2 separate regions of the Sus scrofa genome follow, and region 2 is linked to region 1. Evidence: chromatin contacts called from public HiChIP or PLAC-seq data. All regions are on one chromosome and are shown on one strand. The core of a region is the stretch at or near the end of the contact, and the rest is flanking DNA. Distances in the headings are between cores, read along the strand shown. Region 1 overlaps STAG1 (cohesin subunit SA-1). Region 2 overlaps IL20RB (interleukin-20 receptor subunit beta).

Region 1 (5,659 bases), core at 2,233-4,732:
TCCTCCATTTTGTGTCATTTTGACTCAAACCTATTCTTGAGTTGTTTCAACCTATGATGAGGAAATCCCTGTAGAACTGGTTAAAAACTCATTTTGTTCTTGTCCAGTTGAAATTGAGATGTCTAGTAGAGAGAACACAGAACCCATTTGTGAGGAAATATGGAGGTCAGAAGCAATAACATGGCCTCAGCAGGTGGAGATGTAGCCTGTTTGACCTCCGTGCTTCCTGGTGGTTTTCGTGCTCTCTTGGTTTCCTCCCTCCCCCCCTCTCTCTCTCAGAGCTTCCAGCTGTCCTCTCTTCAGTCCTCCAGCCTTTAATTGACTGATTCCTCAGAGGCAGGCACACTGGACCTGCCTCAGGAGATTTCAGTCAATGCCCGGAAAGGGCAGAGCAACACCTGGTCAGAGGGACTCCATATCTCCAGGTTCAGGACAATTATCAGGACAGAGAGGGGGCAGATAGATAATAGGAACAACTCTCTGTTGCCTCTTTGAATCAAGTTCCCTCTGGGGAGATGACCTAGGGGTGACTCAGTGCTCAGAGGTTTAGTTCAGAAGGGGATGGATTGGGAGGCATGAAGATCAGCTTTAAGCCACTTCACAACAGATGGTGCCTGGGCACTAGAGAGAGGTAGCAAATCCAACTGCCTATAAGAACCATAAAAGAGTGAAATGGGTTGAGGGAGGCTGTGGCATCCTGGAGCATGTAGGCCTCATCTAGAGGGGGCAACTCCTATGCAGCTCTAGCCAAGACCACATGAGCACACGGGCCCAAGGAAGGGACAGCAGCCAACTTTCAAGAGGAAGCAAGTTCAGAGCTTTATGAGCCATCTCCTGATTTGGGGATGTTGGCAATTAATACAATGTTTAAAAATATTGAGCAGAAAAAAACAAAACAAAACAAAACCTCACTTGTGAGACAGATTTGGCCCAACATCTACAACTTTGCAAACTCTGCTCTGAAACTTGGACATTAAGCTCTGAATTTCAACAATCTAGAGCTAGAGCAGGAAAAACAGTAGAGCTATTAGAAAGCTGGAAAGAGTCAAATAGTTCATGGGACCTTGGGAGTCATGAATCCAATTTCTAATTGCATAGATGGGGAAGCCGAGTCTTGAGAAGACAAGTTGCCTGAAGGGTGCACAATCTCAGGCAACAAGTGGTGTTTGCAGCAAAAACAGGGAGACTTAAATCAGGCTCTAGAAAAGCAGCATTCTGCAGACCTGACTGGCATTTGCTCCTCTCCCCTCAGTCTCTTGTTTGCTTGTATGTTTGTATTCCCTAGTTTACTTATAGCCTTTCTTGAACTCTGGATTCACCCCATCGGACTCCTGGGAACTGTCCTGGGCTTCATCTGGAGCCCTGCCCAGACCTCTTGGCCTGGAGCAGTTGCTATTTCTGAGTCTGCTGGCACTGTTCTCCCAACCCCCGGCCTCCTCTCTGGGCCTGTCTGAGCACCACCTGTGCTGGCTGTGACACCCAGCTAATGAGGGGCAAAAATAGGACTTGAACTCAGTCTGCCTGAGTTCTGTGTTCTGTCTACTCAGACACACAGCTTCCCAAGATGAATATCCCCCCGTGGATAGGGAAAGGCAAGTTTGAGTGTCTTTTTTTGTGTGTGTTTGAACTGTGAAGTGAGTTTGAGTACATTTCAGTTTTGCTTTCTTGCCCTTTTTTGCCATCTCCTAGTCAGAGCCAAGTTATCCATTAGGCACAGCATGGAGGGTCCATGATACTTTAAAGGGTCCATAAAATATTTCCATTTTAATTTCTTTAAAAATTGGAATAGGAGTTCCCTTCATGGCTCAGTGGTTAACAGACCTGACTAGGAACCATGAGGATGCGGGTTCAATCCCTGGCCTCCTCAGTGGGTTAAGGATCCGGCATTTCCATGAGCTGTGGTGTAGGTCGAAGACACGGCTCGGATCCCCCCATTGCTGTGGCTGTGGTGTAGGCTGGAAGCTGTAGCTCTGATTAGATTCCCAGCCTGGGAATTTCCATATGCTACAGGTGTGGCCCTAAAAAGCAAAATAATAATAAAATGATAATAATAATAAATCAGGATAAAATAAATACAATGAATATATACAAACAAATTTTGCATAAGTAATGCCAGTGAACTATACACTTAAAATGGTAAATTTTATGTTAGGCATATTTTAACACAATAAAAAAAGAGACTGCAGACTGGATTGCATTCATCTTGATACTAACATAGTCATGAAATATGATTTTAAACTTTTTTGGCCATGCCAAAAAAGCTCCTGGGCCAGGGATCAAACTCAAACTGCAGCAAAATCTTTAACCAAATCTTTAACCACTAGGCCATCAGGGAACTCCAGTTTTTAATATTTTTTTTGTAGGGGAAAGGGCCCATAAATTCAAAATGCCAGGGCCCATGAAAATAATAATTCAGCCCTACTAATATTGAGTGGGTGGCTAATTCATATCAATGATAACTTTTAAAAATTTATGGACCAACACATATGGACTGCCCATTGTCCATGGCTCTGAGGGCCTAATCATGAAGGCCCTAACTCCTGTGATCCAGGATCCTAACACCTGTCACCTGGTTACAGAAATAGTTTAGGTGAAATTCGAGGACAGTGGCTCTGACAACCTTGTTAGTTCCAGTCTCCGCAGTAGGGATTCCCCCTTGAAACAGTGAAGCCAGACCTATGGAGGGTCAGGTTTTTTGGGCTTTTTTGCTTTTTAGGGCCTCACCCATGGCATATGGAGGTTTCCAGGCTAGGAGTCCAATCAGAGCTACAGCTGTTGGCCACAGCCACAGCCACAGCAATGGCAGATCCGAGCCGCGTCTGCAACCTACACCACAGCTCTCAGCAACACCAGATCCTTAATCACTGAGTGAGGCCAGGGATTGAACCCACAACCTCATGGTTCCTAGTCAGATTCGTTTCTGATGCCCCACAACAGGAACTCCTTGATGCATTTTTTAATTAACAAATCTCTCTCTTGGAATACCAAAACAGATGGCTCTCTCTGACTTGACTTGCTCCCATCTGACCTAGTGTGGTATATCCAAACATATATCTCCCTGAAAGACTACTCATCGACTTCCAATATTTTCACTGTTTCAAAAGCTCGATGGAGATCCCACTCTTACTATGGCAAGTAAAATAAACTAACTCAAAATTGCTTGAGTTTAGGCTGGAATTGTGTCAGCATGCTTGGTACAATTAATACATTTTGAGAGAACAAATGGATTTTTCTTCCAGATGCATGTTTTGTTTTGCAAAGAGGTCTTTCATATATGTGAGTCTTTGGAGAAAAGATCATAAATGGGTCCTGGGAAGTAAAAAGGCATGGGGGTCCCTGGAAATATCTCAGTAGAGTTTGCCTGACCCTTCTGGGAGGGCAGTTCTACTCCAGCCACAGAGAAATTACCGACTAGCTGACTACAGGAGAGGGGGAGGGGACGATGAGGAAACATCACATTAAAATTCAATGCAAAGTGAAAGCTTGTCTTGAGCAAGGGTGAATGACTCAGCAAGAAACCTGTTTCCAGGATTCAGTTACTGCTCTCTGCAATTCCTCTGTTAAACAAAAAGCAGATTCTTATTATCTACTTGAAGTTATTCCATTACTCGCCAGATGGCAAGTAAGCAACAAACATATTTCCTAGCATATTTTTTAAATCCTAAACTGAAAGGACTGCTTAGGGTCATAAATACTTCATGTATCTGGTCATTGAGAGGGACTTCGCCTTTGGCAGCCTAAAAGAAGTTTTGGTTTTTAAGCCTAGTCCTGCATTTGTCTCTAAAGCATAGTTATCATTTCACATTCCTACATTCACTCCCCTTCCTTCTGGTAACAGTCATTCCCCCTCTCAATTTTCTCAGGAAACAATACACACATAATCAGTTCACTCTTTTCTTAATTTATTCAAGTAATATTTATAGTAGGGCTTCTCTGTGCTGCTCTGGACATAGAGGCTACATCAGCAAAAAAATCCAGGTCCTTAATGAAATCTATTCAGGAATTCAGATTTGTGTGGTATAGGTGGGCCTGTGACCTTAATTATTCCTTAGCATAATTTCTCCCCTTAACTACCATTCAGTAACTGGTTCAGAAATGTGCATTTGTCTTAGATGAGTTTCTCTATAAGCAGAGCCTGAGGCAAGGATTCAGATGTAAGAAAGGGAATGCTCTTAGGAGAAACACATAAGGGAGTGAGGGAAGCAAGACAGAACAGGAAGGAGCAGAGCAGAGATCTGGTTTCCCCTTAAAGCTCAGATTTGGCCTGATTTTATATAGGGAAGGGGACGCTTGCTTTCGGAACACAAATTGCATGAGTTGTTTCTGCCTGGAGGCAAGGGGGCTGCCTTTTTGTAGCTCCTTGCCTGTCAGGCACTGGTCTAGAGACATAGGCAATGTAACCGCCTAGACATCCTTGGGCTAACAGGCTTTTATTAGTCAAGGGCATCTCTCATTAGTCAAGGTCACAGGTTTAAGCTGTGGGTGGTGGAACGAGGGATAAGCAAGTGAAAGGTGCGTCAACTGATAGAGGGGATATAGATGGAGTACCAGAAGCATCTACTACTGCATGTGTCCCAGCCAGCCTAATCCTAGACTGTGAGGAAACTGAATCTGGAAATTCTGCTGGAATCATCGGAAAATAACCTCTCCTTTTGCTCATTGTGAAATTAGTAGGATGCACGCCTACAGCCATTTAAGCTCAGGAAGAGTCAACTGAAAGGAAACAAGTGTAGACAAATGTAGAGAGACAGAGTCCTGATGACACTGAGTCTCAGAACCAGCTGTGCATACAAGCATGAGGCCTTGGCCACAGGAGATATCCAGTTGGGCAAAGCATAAAAGCTGAGTCCCAGACAAATATTTAAAGAGAGAGGCAAAGTAGAAGCAGGGAATGATGCTAGTGGAGGGTGCTGGGAGGTCAGAGAAACAGGAACTTAAACTGGATTTTGAGCCTGTGTCAGTAAGGTTTTGCATAAATTCCTTTGGGGAATTAGTTTAGTAGAATATTTCTGGATGGCACATTCCTCCTTTTTTCTAGATCTCCTGGGACTATAAAATAATGTATTCATTTTTGTCTCCAAGTCAACATCCCCTTGGACATTCTGATCCCTTGCATAGATCCTGTTCACACTGGGATCCCACCTCCCCTGGCTACATTTTATTAGAATATATGGAAATCAATCCAAAAGCAACCAAATTCTCTTGTTAATCTAAGGTGAAAAGCCCAATGATTATCTCCGACGGACATTTTAATTTAAAAGCCATAGAGGAGTCCCTCTGGGCCCAAGAGGTTAAGGACCCAGTGTCACTGTAGTGATTTGGATCGTTGCTGTGGTGCGTGTTTAATCCCAGGCCCAGGAATTTCTGCATGCTGTAGGTGTGGCAAAACAAAAGACAAAAAAACGCAAAAACCATATAATGTTAGTCTAAGTCAGCAGAGGGAAAAGACAGTACCACAGCAAGTAGGAAGCTAAAATAACAGAAAAGTCACCTTGGGAAGAATGAAGAAACTGGTCCTCACAGAGAAACAGGTTAATAAAGCAAATACAAAAAAAAAGGGGGGGGGATTAGCAGGGGCCATACAGCTTTGTGAGAACTAGGGGAGTAGCTTCACATCCTGACTTTCTAGTTTCAGCCCCATGTCACCAGCTTATTTCCC
Region 2 (5,282 bases), core at 516-3,015, 190 kb before region 1:
TCTGACTCTCGGGCCCCAGGCTGCTTCACCCGCAGCCCCCTCTGGTTCACAGGCAGCTGCCACTTAGTCAACCAGCCTGGCAACATCTGGCCTCAGGCCTCAGGAGCTTTCAGGGAAGGTGTTCTGGAAAGCTGGACAGCGGCGGAGTGACACCCACCCAACCCCAGGATGGACACTCGCTTCAGGGGGAATTAGAACACAGCACAATTTCACCACAGGAAACCACCCAGCCTGAGGTGGAGGGGGCAGGTCAGGGAAACTGAGGGGAGACTCAGAACCAGGGGCAAACAGATGGCCTTACCTTGCACCTTGACACACTCTGCCTGGCTGAAGGCACTGTACCGCCCGATGGCCTTCACAAATGTCCGGGCTTTCACGCAGTATGTGGCCCCTGGCTCCATGGTTTCCAGGTGCATTGGAATACCCCCAGGCCTCACCACCTTGACGTGTTCCTTTAGAAACCAGACAACAGTTACACCCTGAGCAAAGCAGAACAGGAAAGGGGGAGCAGGAGGGAAGAAAACCTGCAAATATTTCCTTTCCAGGATGCATACAGAGTGTTCCTCTCATTCATTCATTCATTCTTATTTATTTATTTATTTATTTATTTATTTATTTAGCACCCGCTGTGTGCCAGGCGCTGTTGTAGGCACTAGGACACAGTGCTGAACAAAACAAATTTCCTGCTCTCTTGGAGCTTACGTGGGGGAACACAGATTGTATATGATACACAATACACATCCAGTAGTGAAAAGGGCTGTGAAGAAAACTGAGGCAGGACAAGCAGGTAGAAAGTGATGAGGAGGCACTAGAGCAGTGGTTAAGGAAGGCCTCTCTGATAGGTAATATTTGGACCAAGACCTGAATGTCAGAAATCTGACTGGGGTCTTGGCTTGGCCACTGCTGCCAGGGGGGATCAGTGCACAGAAACAACGGAGTCAGTGGGCAATGCCTTCTCACACATCCAAGCATCCACTGTCTGTCTACCCATCTGCACATCCCTCCACCCTACCCACCCCCTGAGGCCTGTGCTCCATGCCTGAACCTGCGGAGGCTTGTCTGGGCCAAGGCCCAGGTGACTCAAGGTACATGCCCTGTAACTTCCAGAGAATCCAAGGGACTTAGATCCTAGGTCCTGATCTGTCCCCCACAAGACTCCATCTGCCTGGCCAGATGGACTCCAGTACCAGGTCCTACCATTTGGGCCCTAACACAGCAGAAGTAAATACTGGAAACCATTGCTATTGCCTGTTCTACCTGTCCATACCACCTTCCAGGGAAAGCCACCTAGCCCACAACCCCTATTGAGAAGGTCATAGGGCACACGTCCTGTCCACCAGACCCAGGCATTAGGTGAGGAGTACCCTTGGCCTGAGAAGGGTCTACCAGAGGCCAGCCAGCAACCAGCAACCCCTAAGCTTGGCCTGATAAGATAAGCAGGACCAGGAAGATTTCCTCCCCTGGGAACTGGTCTTGGGAAACTGAATACCTGCAGCTAGAACCAGGGGTCAAGAGGAAAGGACACGGTAAAGGGGAGGCAGGCCTGGTAAGGCACGGCCATAGGCACATGCAGGAAGGAGTGATGAGGGGTCAGGACAAGCTGGGGAGAGGTGCAATAGAGAAGACCCATCAGAGGGAAGCAAGGATTCTGCAAGAAATGACTGCTGGATAAGGGAGGCTGTGCTGCAGCCTGACTCGGGGCCTCTTCAGAGAGTCTGTGAGAGCCCTTATCACGGAGTATTAGTCCTTGTGATATCAGCTGGGACAGGGCCTCCACGGATCTGTCCAAGCTCTAGACCTTCTGAGGCTGAGGCTATGCAATGTTTGGCCACACCCTCTGGGGAAGCTGACCTTCCACCCAGCCCAGCCTGCAGTCACTGTCCCACAGGGAGGGGCCAGCGCCCCAGCTAGGCATTCCAGGTGGCCCGCCCATGCATAATTAGCTTTGTGCCTAAGCCAGCTCCTGGCTCTCTGCCCTGATTTCTGCACCCTGCCCAGATACACACCCTCAGGAGGCTTGTGTCAGCCCATACACTTTTGAAATCATCCAATTGATCTGGAACACCCTGGTCTGCTGCCCCTAAACACGCCAGGGAGAATGGCTGAGAAGACACGCTGATGAAGGAGAAGAAATGCATTGAAAAGGTATTGTGGATCCAAAAATGTCAGAGATTAAGGCAAGGAGGCAGCCCCCATACCTCAGCAAATCTGGCCTGAGATGGCTCCCAGCCAAGGTGTAGGTTGGACCAAGGTGGGTCTTAGAGGAGGAGGCTGCCAGCTTTGTCATCCTACACTCATCTCTCCTTTCCCACAATTAGGTCTGCTCATCCTCAAGCCACCCCAGACAGCTAGTGTTGCAGGGGCTGGCTTTCCTCACTCAGCTCTCAGAAGTCTGTGCCTTCTTCTCTAAAGCCTAACTCAAAGGCCGAAGCTGGAAGTCTCACCTTGGCACCAGGCTCCCTCCTCCAGTAGGCCACGAAGAACTCAAACTGGGGCCCCAGGTCTTCCAGCTTAATAACCAGGTGGAAGCCATCCTTGGTGACCTCCATTCCAGGTGGGATGAGAGTGGCTGTTGGCAAGACAAGGGGAGAATCAGAGCCAGCCCCAGACAGGACTGATTTCTGTCCAGAGACCATGACCAAGTCATCTGGAAACATGCCAGGCTCATTGGAGGGGGAGGGTTTAGATGTGGTTTCACAGCACAAAGAAACATGTACTCCAGTCCTCTCCTGTACTCAGCAGGTGCTCAGTAAACACATTTCGAGTGATAAGCAAGTGAAAAAAAAAAAAGAAAAACTTAACTGTAATTAACATAGATCAGTGATATATACCAGCTGTTGCTAACTATCAAACATTAGCAAATCAGAAGTTCCCGTAGTGGCTCAGCAATAATGAACCTGACTAGAATCCATGAGGACACAGGTTCGATCCCTGGCCCTACTCAATGGGTTAAGGATCTGGCATTGCTGTGAACTGTGGTGTAGGTCACAGATGTGGCTTGGATCTGGTGTTGCTGCGGCTGTGGCGTAGACCGGCAGCTATAGCTCTGATTCAACCCCTAGCCTGGGAGCTTCCGTTCACCATGGGTGTGGCCCTAAAAAAAAAATTAAAAAAAAAAAAATCAGCAGCATTCTTGGTCCAAGGATTCTTTATCTCATATCCTTAACAGGATATGTTGGAAAATCAGAGGGATTTATAAATTTCAATAATTAGCTCTAGAAATCACAGCACAAACACAAACACCATCTTATACATAATTAGATCCCAAACAGAAAGGCCAGCAACCTCCACGGATACTTTTCTATCAGCAGACCAAGAACAAAAGGGCCTAAACAGAGAGTCTTTAGTCCCTGACTACTAATGATGGGTCCAGACTTGCCTCCCAGATCCAGACACTGCGGGACCAGAAGGGCCACCCTGATTGTTGGGCTTGGCTTAGGAAATAGAGTGGAGCGTGTTCTGGGCTAAATCCCCCTGCCTTGGGGTCAGTGGACACTCAAAAGAAAGGCAGTTCCTGCAGGGAGTTTTCAGAGAACAAAGCATTTCCTGGCATTTGAAGAGCTGCCTGAATAGGGGACAGGAGGACTTGGGAGTCAGGGACCAACTGTGCAAAACAGACCCTGTTCAGAGCCATCATAAGAGCACACAGCACCAATAGACTACCTCTGAAACACCCCCAGAAGGAAAAGAGATGTTTGATTCCTCCAGTTTTAAGTCAAACATGATTAGAACTGGACTTTCCATCTCCATCTTTGTTGAGAATAGGATTAGAGAAAATGCCCTAAGGTCATTTCAGTTCAGGGGATTTTCTTGACAGTGTTGAGCCTCTGTCCTTTGTCCTCTACATCCTTATCTCATTTAATCCATCCAGTAGATTTAAGAAGGTAAATACTATTCCTTTTGTACAGATGACATAACAGAGCCTTAGAGAAGTGATTTTCCCAGAGTCACAACAGTTAATGGCCAGAATTTGAATTCATGTCTTTCCATGTTTCTAGACTTTGCTGTGTGGGGTGTTGAGCCTTGGTATTAGTGGATTTCAGCTCTGGCTATACATGAGAATAACCTGGGGAGAATTTTTAACTCCCAAGAAACAGGATGCACATGGATCATTTAAATCGGACTCTGGGGATGGGCCCCAGAGATAAATGGTTTTAAAGCTCCCCTGTGACTTGAATTCATGCAACTGAGGTTAAGAACCTCTGCATTTTTCAAAGACCAACTACAGACTTAATGCCCTTAAGAATCTCAATTCCATCTCAGCTCTACAGCCAACATCACCGGCACAGGGACCACACAGGATCACATCTTCTGCTTTTGGTGCAGGTACAGAGAATCCTTTCCTCAGCTTCTCCAGCAGCAAGCCCTTTTCCTGTTTACACTGGCCTTTTCAAGTGCAAGTTCCTACTGCACACACCCACCCACGTAGTTTTGCAGGCACTTCCTTATCTCCAAGCACCCCATGCCTTCCTTTCCAACCCCTGCTGCCAGCCCCAGCTGGAGCTCCGTGTTTCTAGGACCCAGAGGAGGTGGTGTTGGATGCTGCCTGGGCATTGCAGGAAGAGGCAAAGCTGCACCACCTTCCAGTGCCCTACAGGCTCCCGCAGGGCCTGCCAGTGGGATCTCACTGCTTCTGCCATATCCTCCCAGTGCCTAGGGAATGACACCTGGGCAGAGGAGCCCACATTCTGCACCCAAATTCCTACTGGTACCCCACTTCAATGGTCCCATGCCAGTCCCCACCTTTTCACTCCTTCCTCTGCTCTCTGGCTCTTAACTCTGGCATCCCTAGGATAATAACAGTAATAGTAGTATGGTAATAGTAGTGATACTTACTAATAGCTGAGTGCTGTGATAAGACAGCACTGCCCTGATCATTTACACATTTCATCTTGCCCACAGTCACCCAGTGAGGCAAACTGTTGCCCGTCTTACAGAAAAGGACTCGAGTGGCTGAACTGGGATTAGAACCACAACTGTCGGAATCTAGAGGGCCAACTTCCCCTACAAATGGATCTTCACTTTCCTCAGCCCCTTCCAGGGTGGGCTCCCCCACCTTCTACACCCCTCAGTAACCTTCGATTCCTTCCATTACTGTACATGCTGCCCCCAACCCTCCTACGTCCTCACACCAGAGGATTGCCTGCCACACCAAGAAAACCAGTCACCGAAGGCAAGCCTTTCCCTTGCCTTTCCTGCATGTCCAAACCGGTCACATTATCATCCACACCCCTCTCAGAGGAGGGCTGCCCTGCGCCTTTCTCCTCCACTCACTCCTCCAG

Evidence for each region. HiChIP or PLAC-seq counts read pairs in DNA pulled down with a chosen protein or histone mark.
Region 2: a contact with region 1 is called in an H3K27ac HiChIP or PLAC-seq map of alveolar macrophages. The contact joins two enhancer-like sites. A contact is called at or near these places in 2 of 2 datasets of contacts at active chromatin or transcription factors (alveolar macrophages and skeletal muscle).

Annotation. Positions count from the first base shown.
Region 1 is chr13:77,783,139-77,788,797 of Sscrofa11.1, reverse strand. The region is part of intron 3 of STAG1 (cohesin subunit SA-1); the gene reads left to right. Among named protein-coding and RNA genes, the nearest start is that of SLC35G2, 39 kb to the left of the region's middle. Within about 2 kb of position 3,482, at least 24 of the 83 cell types and tissues checked have an H3K27ac peak or open chromatin away from gene starts, as enhancers often do. A contact at or near this core is called in alveolar macrophages, where this site is marked.
Region 2 is chr13:77,971,459-77,976,740 of Sscrofa11.1, reverse strand. It overlaps IL20RB (interleukin-20 receptor subunit beta), which reads right to left. Exons shown (of 6, transcript XM_013982051.2): 4 at 2,445-2,569; 5 at 302-452. Among named protein-coding and RNA genes, the nearest start is that of IL20RB, 28 kb to the right of the region's middle. Within about 2 kb of position 1,765, at least 21 of the 83 cell types and tissues checked have an H3K27ac peak or open chromatin away from gene starts, as enhancers often do. A contact at or near this core is called in alveolar macrophages, where this site is marked.